Regions from separate parts of the Mus musculus genome. Here region 1 is linked to region 2. A link is a contact called in public promoter capture Hi-C data. All regions are on one chromosome and are shown on one strand. Each heading gives the region's core, a stretch centred on a gene start, on an enhancer-like site or on the middle of the called end of the contact. The rest is flanking DNA. Distances are from core to core; before and after follow the strand shown. Region 1 holds the start of Krtap13-1 (keratin associated protein 13-1). Region 2 holds the start of Map3k7cl (Map3k7 C-terminal like).

The links. Promoter capture Hi-C pulls out the DNA fragments that hold promoters and counts their contacts.
Region 1: a promoter capture Hi-C map of hippocampal neurons shows a contact between it and region 2, with 2.7 times the contacts expected there. The contact joins the promoter of Krtap13-1 here to the promoter of Map3k7cl in region 2. A contact is called at or near these places in 2 of 39 promoter capture datasets (the 3T3-L1 cell line and hippocampal neurons).

Annotation. Positions count from the first base shown.
Region 1 is chr16:88,724,852-88,732,476 of GRCm38.p6, reverse strand. It overlaps Krtap13-1 (keratin associated protein 13-1), which reads right to left and starts at 3,615. Exons shown (of 1, transcript NM_183189.1): 1 at 2,866-3,615. The coding sequence starts at 3,587. The coding sequence ends at 3,081.
Region 2 is chr16:87,547,120-87,554,682 of GRCm38.p6, reverse strand. It overlaps Map3k7cl (Map3k7 C-terminal like), which reads right to left and starts at 1,353. Exons shown (of 5, transcript NM_144854.2): 1 at 1,088-1,353. It also overlaps the pseudogene Rpl31-ps4.

The DNA of each region.
Region 1 (7,625 bases), core at 2,366-4,865, 1.2 Mb before region 2:
ATTCCAACTCCTCTTGTGTCCCCCCAGTACTTCCCAATTCATAACTTTTATTCTTTAATTATGTTTATGGGACATACATGTATGCATTTATAAATACAACCTGCAGAGTCCATTTATTATGACTTGTGTGTATGTTCATATGAGGTCAGTTACTTGGGATTGGATAACCTATCAAGGTCCTTAACTCTGAATTGTTTTTTTTTTTTTTTTTTCGTTTTGTTTTGTTTTTGTTTTGTTTTTGTTTTTGTTTTGTTTTGTTTTTTGCTCAGCAGCCATGGATCACCGTAGTTATTCAGCTTCATGTGGGGCCTCATGAGAGTTCCCTCATCTATGATGTCGTATCAACTGATGCTTTCTTTGCAAAAGCTTTGTTTAGAGCCATGTTATTAAGATGTCAGGAGTTCAGATATTTGTAATAGATAACACACACAATCTCAGAGTAGACATCCTGTTCTGCTGGCCCTTAAACAGTTCCATCCTTAGTGGTGAAGTTCTGCATTTCTTCTGCGATGTTCCCAAAGTCTCAGGCATGGAGGTTGTATGGTAGATGTTTCCAATTGGGGATCAGCTCCCCACAGTCTATTGCATTCTGCCTTTTGGCCAGTTGTCAATTTCTGTGATGGTTTTTGTCTGCTGCAAAAAGAAACCTACTTGATGGTACAGAGAGAACTACACTTATTTGTTTATATAAGGATAGTCTTTCGAATGCAGTTAGGAACTATAGTGATTTAAGAAAAGAGATAATAATAGGTTTTCTTCTAGATGGCATGACTTTATCATTAGCTATGACCAATTGGCTAGGTTTACAGTCCCAAGAGTGAATTCCCTCCTAATGAACAGAATTAATTTAAACCCAAGAATAAATGTATAATATACAAGCATATGTGTATACATACAGAAATAATTTAAATGAAGTTGTAGTAATAGTGTTCTTTCCCAGAGCCATCTGCCAACAAACTCTCCAGTCCAAGCATGGTAAATCTTCTTTTGAGTTGTTAAAGAAGTACACGAGAACACTCCTGAAAAATAGGCTACTATCATTACTTTTGTGTGCCCTCCTACATTTTGTAGGGTCCTCCTAAATTTCATAGGGTGACCTTGTGTTTTCAATTGTTTTGGGGAGCCCTCAGTTCCTGGCTAGATGAATATGTAAATGCCACTTCTTCACCTGCCTTTAAGAGAAAAGAAACAGGTCCTGAAGACAAAGACCTTCCCCAGCTTGCTAGCTGAGTAATGAACGCTGCTTTTGTGCATAGCAGTTAAAAGCACCAACTGCTCTTCCAAAGGTCCTGAGTTCAATTCCCAGCAACCAAATGGTGGCTCACAACCATCTGCAATTGGGGTCTGATGCCCTCTTCTGGTGAGTCTCAAGAGAGCAATGGTGAATACATAAGATAAATAAAATAAAATAAAATAAAATAAAATAGGAAAAAGAAAGAAAAAAGAAAAAAAGGAAAGGAAAGGAAAGAGAGAGGGGGAGAGAGAGAGAGAGAGAGAGAGAGAGAGAGAGAGAGAGAGAACTAGGGAGGAGCTGGGACAGAACTTTAGGGAAGTTGAGATGCAGGCAGAGGGAGGGAGACACTGGAGGCAGCAGAAGAGAGACTGGACTGAGCTAGGAAGCAAGTAGTGAGAACCATATGGAATGACAGAATGACAGACAAACTGGGTTGTGTAATATGTGTGAGAGCAATCTTTTCATGTTGTACATGTGGGTGAGCTCTTTCAGGATTTCTGAGTCTGTCTTATATCCTATAACATACCTATGTCTCTTTTACTCCATATTCTCTCAAAAATACCATCTCATCATTTTAACAGCTAATATTTGAATGTGGGTAGGTATCACATTTTTATACAGTCTTTTATCAGTATATTATTCTACTTCTAGTATATTGCTAAATCATATCCAGTTCTTTTCCTAACATTTTGGAAAATCTGTACTATTCTTCATAACTAATGTAGTCATTTTCATTTCTTCTGTGTTTCTTTTCCAGATAACTGGCAGAACAATGTATGGGGAAGATTCACAGGCACTCACCATTTCATAGGATTACAAGTCCAACATAGGGAACCAGAGCAGAGTGGCTCTACCTGTGATGCTATAAGTATGAGATGGTGAGAATTCAGAGCATGGAAGACAAGGAAATATAGACCGCTGAGTCCACACTACTTCATGAGTATCACTTTGATGTAGGCCTAAACTTAATAAAGGTTATACAGCCTCCTAAGGAGATTATCATGTTAAACTGGCACTCAAGACATGAGTCCATAAGAGACATTACAATGAAAACATTTATTGTCAGTGCACAAGGGACCCCATAGCCATAAAATCTAAAGATATTTTATCTTTTGCTGTCTTACATAACTTAGGTAGACCAGTTGGCATAGACCTGAGAATCCACTACTAATAGAAATCAATTCATTTTTTACATCTGGGATTTCATTAATAGAATCTATACTTGATTTTTTTTTTGGTTTTGGTTTTGGTTTCGGTTTTTCGAGACAGGGTTTCTCTGTGTATTCCTGGCTATCCTGGAACTTACTTTGTAGACCAGGCTGGCCTCAAACTCAGAAATCCACCTGCCTCTGCCTCCTGAGTGCTGGGATTAAAGGTGATGTTCTTAAGTAAGAAAACTAACTGAGACATATAAGGTATTTATCCAGTACACAACTTAATAGAACTTCAAAACCTGAATCTCTATGCATGTTGCTCATTTAATGCTAATCAATTTCGTGTTTCACAACCACAAAAGCAAGCATATGATAAATAACTAACAAAAGCAAGCATAGATAAATATCAAATCAGTATATTCATTAGCTTGAAATTTTAGTATTCATAAATTTGGGAAGAAATTCAGCACTGTAAACTTCATTTGCAATGCAGGCTTTATTTTTGAGTTAAGAGATTAATTACAAAGTTCTCAAAGGAAACCCACCAGCCAATATCTGAGGTTAGAGAGAAAGTGAAGAATTGGCAATCAGGGAATGAGAGAACAATTCTTCCCAGCCCAAGGAAGACAACAAAGGCCAGGGAACCAGGGGAGGATGATAATGGTCAACAAGACTGGAAGTTACAAAGAAGATCAATAGAATCCAGATCCAGTGCCACAGCTTGGTCTGTAGCAAGGAGACTGACAGGTTCTATAGGGCACATAGGATGGGTGGCAGAATCCAGATCCATAGCCCAGAGAAGAGACCCTTTGTGGTCTAAAGCCACTGGACCCACAGTTCAGAGAGTAAGAGCTTCTAGACCCATAACCCTGAGAGTGGCAGCTGCTGGATCCAAAGCTCTGAGAGCCAGCATATGTGGTTCTGCAGGGACTGCAGACACTGGAGACTCTGGGGCTGTAGCAGGGCCGCTGGCAGGAGCTGTGTACCACATGGGAAGTCTGGCATCTGATGGGCTGGAAGCAGTTCTGCTGACAGCCACTGTGGAGAGAGGAGCCCAGATGGCAGGTTCCTGGGGAGTAGAAGCGAGTGCTCTGGAGTAGGTGACTGGGGTAGGAAGAGCCACAAGAGGAGTGAGGGTAGCTCAGGTGATCTCCACTGGAGCGGGAAGAGAAGTTTCCAGAATAGCAGCCGTAGGACATGTTGATGGCAGGTGTAAGTTGAGCAGAGTACAAGAGAAGATTCTGAGTTTGTAAATCACTCCTTACCTGGGAACTTTATATACTCTCAGCAATGGGTGTGGCTTCTTATACAACCATTGTTTCCATATGTGGGCTCCCTCATCTGCATGCCTGGACCTCAGTAATTTTCTATATAATTGCAGTTAACTAACTCCTTTAATCTTTCGTTTAAGGGAGAACTCATTTTTTATATGTCTGAGTCAATGAAATGTATTTATGCTACAAATGCTATGACTATTTAATTAGTGCCTCTGCCATTATGGTCAGGAAATCCCCCACTGTTCACTGTCTATGACGTGTATGTGTTCTTGTTTGGGTAGGGGAATTACTCTCAGAGATGACAAAGTCTTTATCCTCAATTGGTCATTGAATAAAAGGCAAAATCTTGCATTGACAAGAAGCCATATCAGATGGCTCCAGTATCAAAGCATTGATTCACACTCTGCAGTATAATGTTCCAATTTTTAATACATTATTATCAATGGTTATTATGTCCAATCTATAAGAGCTACATAAATGCAAGCCAAAAAAATGGGACATTGTACAAAAATCATTCTAGTCTTGAACACATATGTATAAAAATGATTATTTAGAATAATGAAATCAAAACAATATGGGGCCATTAAGGGACATTTAGTGTACAAAAATCAATGGCACCAGAAGGAATGGTATTGTGGATATATTTTTTCATTTAATGTACTGGTTCATAGTCTCCTCTTAGTTCAAATTCATCTAGAGTTTCCTTCCCAACTCATATCACTAACCATCATTTCAATGTGATGAATGGTTTCAGAGCTTATCCTATCCAATCTACCTGTCCATGCTTGGTTGCAGCTTTCTTACCAGAGGGAGTTCCAGAGTTTGTGAATATTGAAGAGGATATTTTTGTGAGTCACCATTATCAGAACAACATATCATAAATGAGAATGTATCTGAGTATGAATGTTAATAATTTAGAATGAAAATCATAGCAAAATGTTAAACTTGGAAAGTTCAAAAAACCAACACATAGTACAAAACCAGGATGTGATGCCGCCTTCCTCTTTGAGCATTTGGATGTTTCCCTGACCTGAATGGATCATCACCTCTATAGACAGGAGTGGAGTTTTTTACATGCTTTTCTGTAGAGGGTGAAAATAATATTTTTCCTTTATAAATCTGGCAAGTATTTGAGATGAGAGAACTAGCTCCTTTCAATATCACTATTTATTGTTGAGAATATCTCAGCTTTATGCTTCTTCCCACTTCTTCTCGGTTGGTGCTCCAAGTCAAGGACCATGTTCCTCCCAGTCAGGTGTCCCTCTCCACATTCCTACCCAGGCTACAAGCTGTGGCTGTTGCTAGTTATGTGGGACTCCACAGCAAATGGCTGTGAGCCTTAGAGTTTAGGGCCTGTGGAAGTTGCTGATAAAAAAAAAAAAAAAAAAAAAAAAAAAAAGACTCTTCCCAGACCCAGGCAAAAGTAGAAATGTAAAAGAGCTCACGCCAGTCTCTCTGGGGTCAGCACTCTGGCCAAGACTTTGTAGAATCCATAGGATTGATAGTTTATCACTTCCCCACATGCCACAGGATTTGCATGCATTCTACCCATACACATGTAGAAACTTTAGTTTCTTTCCTGTTTTGGATCCTGAAACAATTGAGGAAAGATGTTCTAGAGAAAACTTTGCCCTGTATAGCACCTCCACCAATGAACTTACACTAATTCCTGGGTTTGAATCTAAGACCAACAAATTCTAATTTTCTCTTATATATTTTTCTCCTTTAAAATGTCTCCTGGCCATTCCTCCTCTCTGCACTTATAGATAACTCTACTGCTGTTCCAAGTGTCATTATTTTCTTGAAGAATCATTGCAGGATTGCTGTTTATATAGGAGAATTTTATCGCCCAGCCGGTAGCAGAGCACCTTCAGTGATTCAACTTTTAGTTTAATGTTCTTGCACAGTCATCAGTTGGATGCTTTGGGAATGTGTTTGGTACCTGTAGTGCAAGAAGCCCTCTGAACCTGCTCATGGACTGTGGACGGCCACCCATAGCTCCCAAGCTACGAAGCTGTGGTTTCTGCTTCATCTTCCTAGAACACTGGAAAAGGTCAGAAAAGATAAAGCCTTGAATCCAGCACTTCATGATTTGATTCTGACTTGTGGAAGATACCAGCTCTAGGTTTGTGAATTGTTGTCATGAGACAATGAAGGGACTCACATTCAGTCACATCTCCTTCCCAAGACCTTTGTGGCAAAGTCTCCTTTCAGGGCTCAACTGTGTTAGTGATTATCTTGTTATACATTTCTGTTGTCCCTTTTCTTGACATTCCCTCTCATTAATTCCACATGAAAACATGAAACAATAAAATACTTGAAAGAGTCATCAGGACTTTTTAATATAACTAGACTTCCTGGCAATTCAGAATAAAGACAGTGATGTAATCCACCAAAGGTCAAACAGGTGATATGAGTGTTTAAAATGAACAATGTCAAGGCTTCTGTCACTGAATGATAAATTCAATTGGTGAAAATATAATAGGATTAAGTGTCAGATGCTGAAACTACCAGTGCCCTTTCTGTAAGAGTATGTTTAATTGAAATTTCTTTAAAAGCATCACTTCATGGTTTGGATGACAAGGAACTTCTCAGGCATCCAATATCTAACTTCTATGTTTTAAAAAGTTTATCTAATTCTTTAAATACCTTTCTTTGGGCTCCTGGTAACTGGGGTAAATATCTTAGTCCGTTTACTACTAGAAGCAGAGTTTTGTTTTTCAAATCAGAACCTCCTAAAATCTTTCTGAAAGCAGACATCTTGTCGAACCTGCAGTAAGTTTTCAATCACTGGAGGCAAACTCAGTGGTAATCAAATTCATCAAGTCAGAACATTTTCCCATCATGGCACAACATTGTGATGACCTTCTCAGGCATATACTAGGGTCCCTTTCATCCTCACATATCTCTTGCCCTTCCCATTTCAATGTGATGGGACCACAAGAGCACAGTCAAATTCTACATCAAATCCAGACCACACAATCATTTCCTTTTACATGTAGGTCCTGTGGGCTATTTATCAAACTTCAAATTATGTACCAATACTTAAAAGCTAAAAAGACACAGATGATATATGGACTTCCAGTTTTTTAGAAAACATGCTAACCAGATGCTGTCTTGCATGGTTGTCTGGACCTGTGCCTAAGCTTGAGGGTGTGTGCCTCTTTAGTCCTGACCACTAATGCGCATACTTCACAGATCCCAGATCATATCCCATTCATTGTTAGTCACCATGTTTATTAGCATCCCTGTCATTAGTAAGAGAATGAGCAACAGAACTAAGGAGCTTTGTGTTTGGTAAAAAAGAAAAAGAAAGAAAGAAAGGAAGAAAGAAAGAAAGAAAGGAAGGAAGGAAGGAAGGAAGGAAGGAAGGAAGAAAGAAAGAAAGAAAGAAAGAAAGAAAGAAAGAAAGAAAGAAAAGAAGAAAGAAAGACAGAAATTAAGAAAGTGACCAAAAAGAAACAAATACTTCTTTCTTCATCTTCCATGAATTAAAAAAAAAAAAAGTCTGTATTGGTGATTAGACTAGGAAACACCAACTTTGAAATCAATTATCTGTCCTTATCACTTGTACTTACAAATTGTTTCTTAGACAGTTAACTGATTGAAGTTAGGGACATTGACTTCAAATGCTTTATAAACCTGTAGAATCTGAGTTGGACAAATATTTGGGTCAATAGAGGTCTTACTACTGAATATACATCAGAATTAACAATGGGTCATTTAGGTTATAAAATAAACCAAAATACAAGTAAATAGATAAGTAATACAGAACTTAAAACAAAATGGGAAAATGTCACCTGCTGTTACAGAGGGTGATGTTTAATATCTCACAGTGGTTGAAAATCACTCCCATAGGTAATCCCTGGATCACAGGGTCAACATCTAGCCATAGCCCCATCAAGGGACTTCTCACAATGCTGAAATGTCACTCTGTGTCTGTGGTTATACCTGTTCAAG
Region 2 (7,563 bases), core at 104-2,603:
AAAAAACCTGCATGATATTTTAAGGAAAATGTCTCCAAAAATGGCAAAATATAAATACTGTCTTTAGCCATCCTTGGCAGGGTCCTGGGAACTGCGGTAGCAGAATATTTTCTCATGGTCAGGTTTTTTTTTTCTCTTTCCCATAGCTTTTCTGTGTCTAAAAATAGTATCCAGAACACTGGGGTTTGTTTTTACAATTACTTGTGTGGGCAAGTTCAGGGCCTACATTTGTATATGTGCATTCAGATGTAGATACATTGTGAACCATCTGAGGTACCATCCTGAAAGAAAACGGGCCTCTATTAGCCATCCAGCAAAGCTTAAAAGCACAGCAAATGTTTATGAGCCACTTAGAATTCTGTTGCGCCCAAGTTACTCCTCACAATAGCTCTGGGCCCTGGACATTCTACACACCATGACAACATAACTTTATGTTACAAAAGGACAGAATCCTGAAATGGCTATGACTTAACACGGGACTTCTTGCTTTTCAAAAAAAAAAAAAACAAAAAAAACAAAACCAACCCTCTGGCACATTTGTGTGTAGTTTCTTCTGCTTGGTATCAGTATTCTCGGAACCACCTGTTTCTGAGGAAAGAGCACAGATGGTCTCAAGTTGAACAAAACAAGCAGAAGCTCCGAGAGTTGTAGCCGAGAGGGAAAGTCTTACTTCTGGGAGACCTATAGTGCGCAGTCTGCCTGAGTGTGACTTCTAGGGATGGGAAGCTCGCGCCTCTTCAGGTGCACACATCCCTTTCCACTTTCCCGCATCAACAAATGAAGCACAGGAGACGGGAATCTGCCTCTTGGGTTTACTAAACCTCTGCTCTGGCTTCCAGCTAGAGGAATGAAATCGATCAACACAGCTAAGGGCAAGACAACAGAAAATATCTGCCTGTCTGTCTTGAAAAGGGTGATGTCCAGATCCGGTAGATTTTGAGTGCCACACAGCATCCACAACTTGCCTTTCCATCGCACCTCCCCGGGGAAAGCAGCTGCTGGGTCCTTCTCCGGCCACTGTAACGGAGCCTCAGTTAAGTTGCCCGTGCTCAGAGCGGTTAGCTGGGTTTCACACCTGCTGCCTTACCTCACTTAGTTGAGAGTCTGCGCTTGTGTAATCCAGGGCCAGCCACTGCCTTGGCCAGTCGTTGAGTTTGTGCAGTCAAGACTCAGCGAGAGAGCAGTCTGCACCTGCTGCATAGCAGCCACCGACACTCTGAGGAGCAGAGACAGCTGCCCAGGCTGCACACTACCTGCTCTGCCCCGGACCCCACTGTCCCATCCCACGGGACCTCCCTGTTCCGCTTCCTCGCATAGCCCCTCTCTCCTTTCCTTGCCACTCCGACAGCCAGGATGTTGTCATGTTTCTAGAAAAAGCAAGAGCAAAAGAAAAACCCTCCTCCTGTCAGAAGCATTGATAAACAGCAAGCTGTAGAGCGTCCAAATGTTTTAATTCATTAGTCCTGGCAAACCTAAAATACAAACAGACTTGCTTCACAAGACAGGAATGTCTTCGTGGTGACCCAATCCGTGTCTGCGTCTATTCCAGCGAACTGGCAAAGATAGCATGACTCTAGTCAGCAAAAATGTCAGCTCAGCTAGACCCAGCCAACTTGGACAGGCCACTGGCTGCCTCTTGGAACGTAGCAGTGATGATCCCATTAAGAAGGTGAGGTTTGAGGTTGAGCTGGTCCTGAGCTTGATGGCTTGATCCGCTCTACCACGGCAGTCGCTCACCAAAGGGGTCAGTGGTCAACCGGGAACATCGGGATCCCTTCGACTTCTCTTCACAGTCGTTAAACTTGGATGCCTTGGGTATTTAAAAATAACTGAACCATGACGTTAAGGTTAAAGAGTTAAACATAAATAACGTTAAGAGAATGCAAAGACAAAGCCACAAACTGAAAGGAGATATTTGCGAAATGCACAGGGGAATCCGAAATATGGGAAGAAAACTTAAAACTGGACAGAGGGGAAACAGTCCAGTCGGGGAGTGAGGAGGAGGAAGGGGGAGAGGTCGAGAGTTCTCAACAGACACTTTTCAGCAAAGGTAAACAGATAGCCAGTAAACCTATGGAAAGATGGTTGGCTTTCATGTCAGTAGAGAGCCACAGACAGAAATAATGGGGCATTGCCTGGCACCCGTTCCCAGGGCTCACATCCCAACACAAGCGATGAAGTACATATGGAGAAGAATGCTAGCTCTCCCTCACTTCTAGTGGGAATACAAAAGGATAAAAGAACCTTAGAATACAATTTGATCATTTCTTACTAAACCAAACATATTTTTATCATGTGATCCATCAATGGCAGGCTGTTCCATGGTCTAGCATCCAGGTTCACATGACAATCCTGGGTGATACACTCAGCCTCAAAGAAGTCAAAGTAGTGCATCATTTATGTGCTGAATGCAAGTCAGTAATTGTGTCTTGCATTTTAAATGCCATCCAAAGGCCTATGCATGGAAGGTTTGCTCTGCTGTCCACAGCATGACTTTGAAGTGATGGAAACTTTGGGGTGAGGGGGGTCCCACTTAGGTGACTGGAGGTATGCCTTTAAAGATATTAGCGTCCAGCCCCCTCCTCTTACTCTCTCTTTGCTCTCTGGATGTATTGATGGGTACAGTTTTCTTACATCACGTGCTCCATGATAAATTGCCTCACCACGGGCCCAAAGGCAATGGGACCAAGTGTAGCCTTTGAAGCCATGAGAGACCAAATTCATCTTTCAGACTTACAAGTTTACTTTCTTAAGTCCTTCGCCAAAACAATGAAAAGGAAGGCAATACCATATCTTTAGGGACTCCCACATCAGGCCCCTAGGCCTGCCTTGAGAGGGGCTGGTGGTGACACTGATGTTGCTACAGTTATCAGTAACTGCTAGCATCTGGAGTTAGGGATGAAAAACAGACCTTTCTTAAAGTGACAGTTCATATTAAATACATGGAACGCATCTCCTTCTGTGATCATGTACCTGACAGAGGCATCATCTCTGTATCCCAGACTCATGTCAGTAATCCTGGGGGCTTCCCAGGACACGGGCTATAACACTCATGGCTGCCCCTTCCAAGATCAAAGATGCCTGAGAGAGAGAGAGAGAGAGAGAGAGAGAGAGGTGTCTGCCAGATGCTACAGTGGAAAAGACTTCAACAAAGGATAATTTGACAACACTGAGTAAAGCATAAATTTTAAAATGTCTCATTTTTCTTACTTAGATAGTCTAAATATGCTCTGTCTGAGCCTGATGCTATAAATTGAAATGTTTCCAACCTTAATATCTACTAACTCTTCTGTCACCTTAGGAATGATGGTGCACGTATGGGCTCGTTACTCAAAACACATTCAAGCAACCAATAGGAAACACAAATGAAGTCAAGTCCCACAACTGAAACCCAAAATAACCCAGATGGCACTTTAGGAATGCAAAAATATATATATAGAAATTCAATCCGGAAAGGATATATGTGCACATGAAAATATTAACACATCAACCGTATGTTTATGAGTGGTACCAATACCCACGTTTTGTTGTTGTTGTTTTATTCTCTTCAGCAATAAGTATTTTCACTGCTTGTGTTAGTCAGCTTTTCATTGCCATAACAAGACATTTGAGATAGAAAATGAAAAGGGGAAGGGCTTATTTTGTGTCATGGTGTCAGGAGCTCCCATCCATGGTCACTTGAGCCCATTGGATGGCACCTGTGGCAGGACAGTACATCATTGCCAGAGCACTTGGGGGAGAAGGCTGTGTTATCCTTCATGGAATGAAGCAAAGGGAGAAAATTCAACAATTTCCCAAGTGACCAGCTGGGGTCAAGAATAGGTGGACCTTTGGAAACACTCCAGACACAAATTAGAACATTGTTATGGGAGAGTTATTTTTTTTAATTAAAAAAAAGGGACTTTCAGCTTGTGTGTGCCTTTAATCCCAGCACTTAGGAAGCAAAGTCAAGAAGACCTCTGTGAGTTCAGCTCCAGTCTTGTCTACAAAGTAGGTTCCACACCAGCCCAGAACTAAGGAGGCCATAGTATGTTCACATATGAGTTTGTTTCTGATTATGATTTAGGATAGGCTCATAGTTTAGACTATTATCATAATCTAGAGATATAAATTTCTCAATATAATAAAAGAATTTTATGAACTGTGTTTCCAGAGCAGTGCTTCCTCTGACTTGCTCGGTTGCTTAGGAAGCATGGTCACTACCTCATAAGGTCAGCTTCAAGCCAGCCTCTCCTCCTGCCGCCGACCACAGTCAAGCCTCGAGTACCCGGGGCCTCTTCCTGCTTCTTTTTGGTTGGTCACAGTAACACAAGGGAAACTCCACACAAGCTTCATGGATCGGGAGCAAACGTAAGACACTGCCCCACTGGCTTTGCGTTTATCCTTTTAGATGATGTGCAAAATCATATGGATTCTTGAAATTTTATTTTATGTGCCTGGGCGTTTCTATGCGTACCACGAGTGTGGAGGAGCCCTTGTAGGTCAGAATAGGCACTGGATCTCCTGGAACTGGAATTACAGGCAGTTGTGAGCCACCTTGCAGGTCCTGGGAACCAAACTAGGTCATCTCAGCGAGCATGGTCTTAAGCACTAAACATGTTCCCTCCCCCTCCCCCAGATTGAATAGATTTTTTTTTATTATTTAAGAATTTCTGATCCTATCTTGTCACCACGTTTCACTCTGGAAGAGACTAAGGATTGTTTTTACGAATGCAAGTCCACTTGAGGTTTCAGTTAGCAGGGTGACCAGCTTAAGATCGTTGTTTTCCTGAAGCTCAAGGTTAGAAGGAGGGTGACAACCACTGAACTTCCCTTCCCGGAGGTTTCTCTTTTATGGACTTTACAAAAAGAAGATGGTGGTGCCCACTCAGTGTTCTGACTTGAGGAAAGAAAGACGGGAGGTGGAAAACTGTGACCTAGGAGTCCAACCCAGGCTGTTCTCTGTGTATGTAAAACTTCATTGGAACACAGCCATAAGCACCATCGTGCCGTCCCTGTTTCTCTCGCTGAAGTCATTGCCAGCACACACCACTTAAGAATCTAAGAATCTGCCTGTCCAGGTCCCAGTCTGGTTCTTCTCCTAGAACTTCAGTTAACTCAATCAAACAATCTATGCTTCGATTTTTCCCAGGTACAGAGTGGGGGATACTTTATCATTATGAAGATTACAGGAGTTGACTTTCCTTCTCACAATTCCCCGCGCCCTTCCTTTCCAACTTGGGCCCAGCAGAATGGCTCCCGCAAAGAAGGGTGGCGAGAAGAAGAAGGGCCGTTCTGCCATCAACGAGGTGGTGACCCGAGAATACACCATCAACATTCACAAGCGCATCCATGGACTGGGCTTCAAGATGTGTGCTCCTTGGGCACTCAAAGAAATTTGGAAATTCACCATGAAGGAAGTGGGGACTCCAGATGTGCGCATTGACACCAGGCTCAATAAAGCCATCTCGGCCAAGGGAATAAGGATTGTTCCATATCACATCCAAGTATGTTTGTCCAGAAAACATAATGAGGACAAGAATTCACCAAAAAAGGTCTACACATTGGTAACTTACTGCCTGTTACCGCATTCAAAAATCTACAGACAGTCAATGTGGATGAGAACTAATCTGCTGAATGTCAAATAACATTGCAGAACTGCCAAAAAGAAAAAAAAAAGATTCCAGGAGTTTAAATAGAAATGTATACAAGAATGCCAGAAATTGTCATTATTCATGGGAGGGGGCAAAAAAAATTGGAAAAATTCACAAGAAGAAATTTACACTATCTCTTTTAAAGTTCAGGGAACACTGAAGACCAGGGGTCAGAAAGAATGTAAGAGTAACTGAAACAAAGGGTATATCTCACGTGCACATATGCACAAGCTTAGGGACTATCCCTGAAGACAGGACGGAAAGATTGCAAGAGCCAGAGGTGTGGGAAGATGGGAGCAAAACACTGTCTTTGGGACATGCTGAGACCAATGCATTCCTGAACTCAGAGCAGCTGTGGTTGCCTGCCCAAGACCAACACAAGGTCAAATCTGCCAACAGTCCAGTGTGGACCTCCTAACTGAGGAGCTATGGACACGGATGGCTTCTAAGGGAAGGAGAGTCAGTTCTCATTCCGGGTGTGACTGCTGGCAGTTCAACACTAGACCAGTAGATGGCCCCAACCCATAAATACATGGATAGCACAAACTGGACTCAACTGGTCCTTAAATGAGAGAGGAAGAATGAGAGTGGTGGCACACACCTTTAATCTCAGTGCTTGGGAGGCAGAGACAGGCAGGTCTCTGTGAGTTTGAAGCCAGCCTGGCCTACAGAGTGAGGTTCAAGACTCTGAGACCCTGTGTCGGAGAGAGAGGCAGGGAAGGGACGTGGAAAGGGAGGCGTGAAGTTGGAAGAGGGACATGGAGATGTGTTGGATCTGGGAATTCTCAGAGAGTTAATAAAAATATTTTAGAGCAAAACAATAATTTTAAAAAAGAGAAGAAAAAGAATATACAAGGCAAAAGACAGGGGAAAGAGCTGTTATGTGCTATTTTTCGGGCAGGACGTATCGTGATCTCATAGCCACTGGAGTTGCCTTTAGTGAGCCTGGGTAAGACTCGACATATTTATAGTCAATTATGTATGGATCAGGGAAGGGTTCACTGGGAACCCTGTCCTCTTTGCTGAACTATTGGCTGTGGTGAATTCTGGGGGAGGAGTGGCTATTTTGTCCCCACTGATGGGCCCATGGTCAAAGAGATGGCCCTGATTAACCTGTGATGGCCCTGTGTAAGCAAAGGGTACACATGGAGGGATCCATGGCTCTAGCTGCATATGTAGCAGAGGATGGCCTTATGTGAGGGTAAATAAGACACGTCACAACTCTATGCCCTAGTTTGCTCAACTAGGCCAGCAAAGTTGCTGTAAAGGAACAGAGAATGAATGCTTTGAATGAATAAAGAAACATTCGACACCCTTAATCGTCAGGGAAATCCAAACCAAAACAACTCTGAGATTCCATCTTACACTTGTCAGAATGGCTAAGATCACTAACATGAGTGACAGCTCATGCTGGCAAGAATGTAGAGCAAAGGGAACACTCCTCCATTACTGGTGGGAGTGCACACGTGTATGTACAGCCACCATGGAAATTATATGGTGGGTTCCTCAGAAAATTAGGAATCAATCTACCTCAGAATCCAGCTATTCCACTTGGGAATATACCCAAAGGATGCTCCATCCTAGTGCAAGGACACTTGCTCAAATATGCTTACTGTTGCTTTATTTATAATAGCCAGAAGCTGGAAATCAACCTAGATGTTCCAGAATATTGGATAAAGATGTGGTACATTTACACAGTGGACTATTACTCAGCTGCTTTTTAAAAATGATATCATGAAATTTGCAGGCAAATAGAACTAGTAAAAAAGAAAAAAAAATCATTCTTAGTGAGGTAACCCAGACCCAGAAGACATTTCATTTTTAAGGTTTTATTGTTACTGAGAATTATTAATAAAATCCATTGAACAATTCCTAAAAACCCCAACTTGACTGAATCTATGAACTACTGTCTCCCGAGTGAATCTAGAGC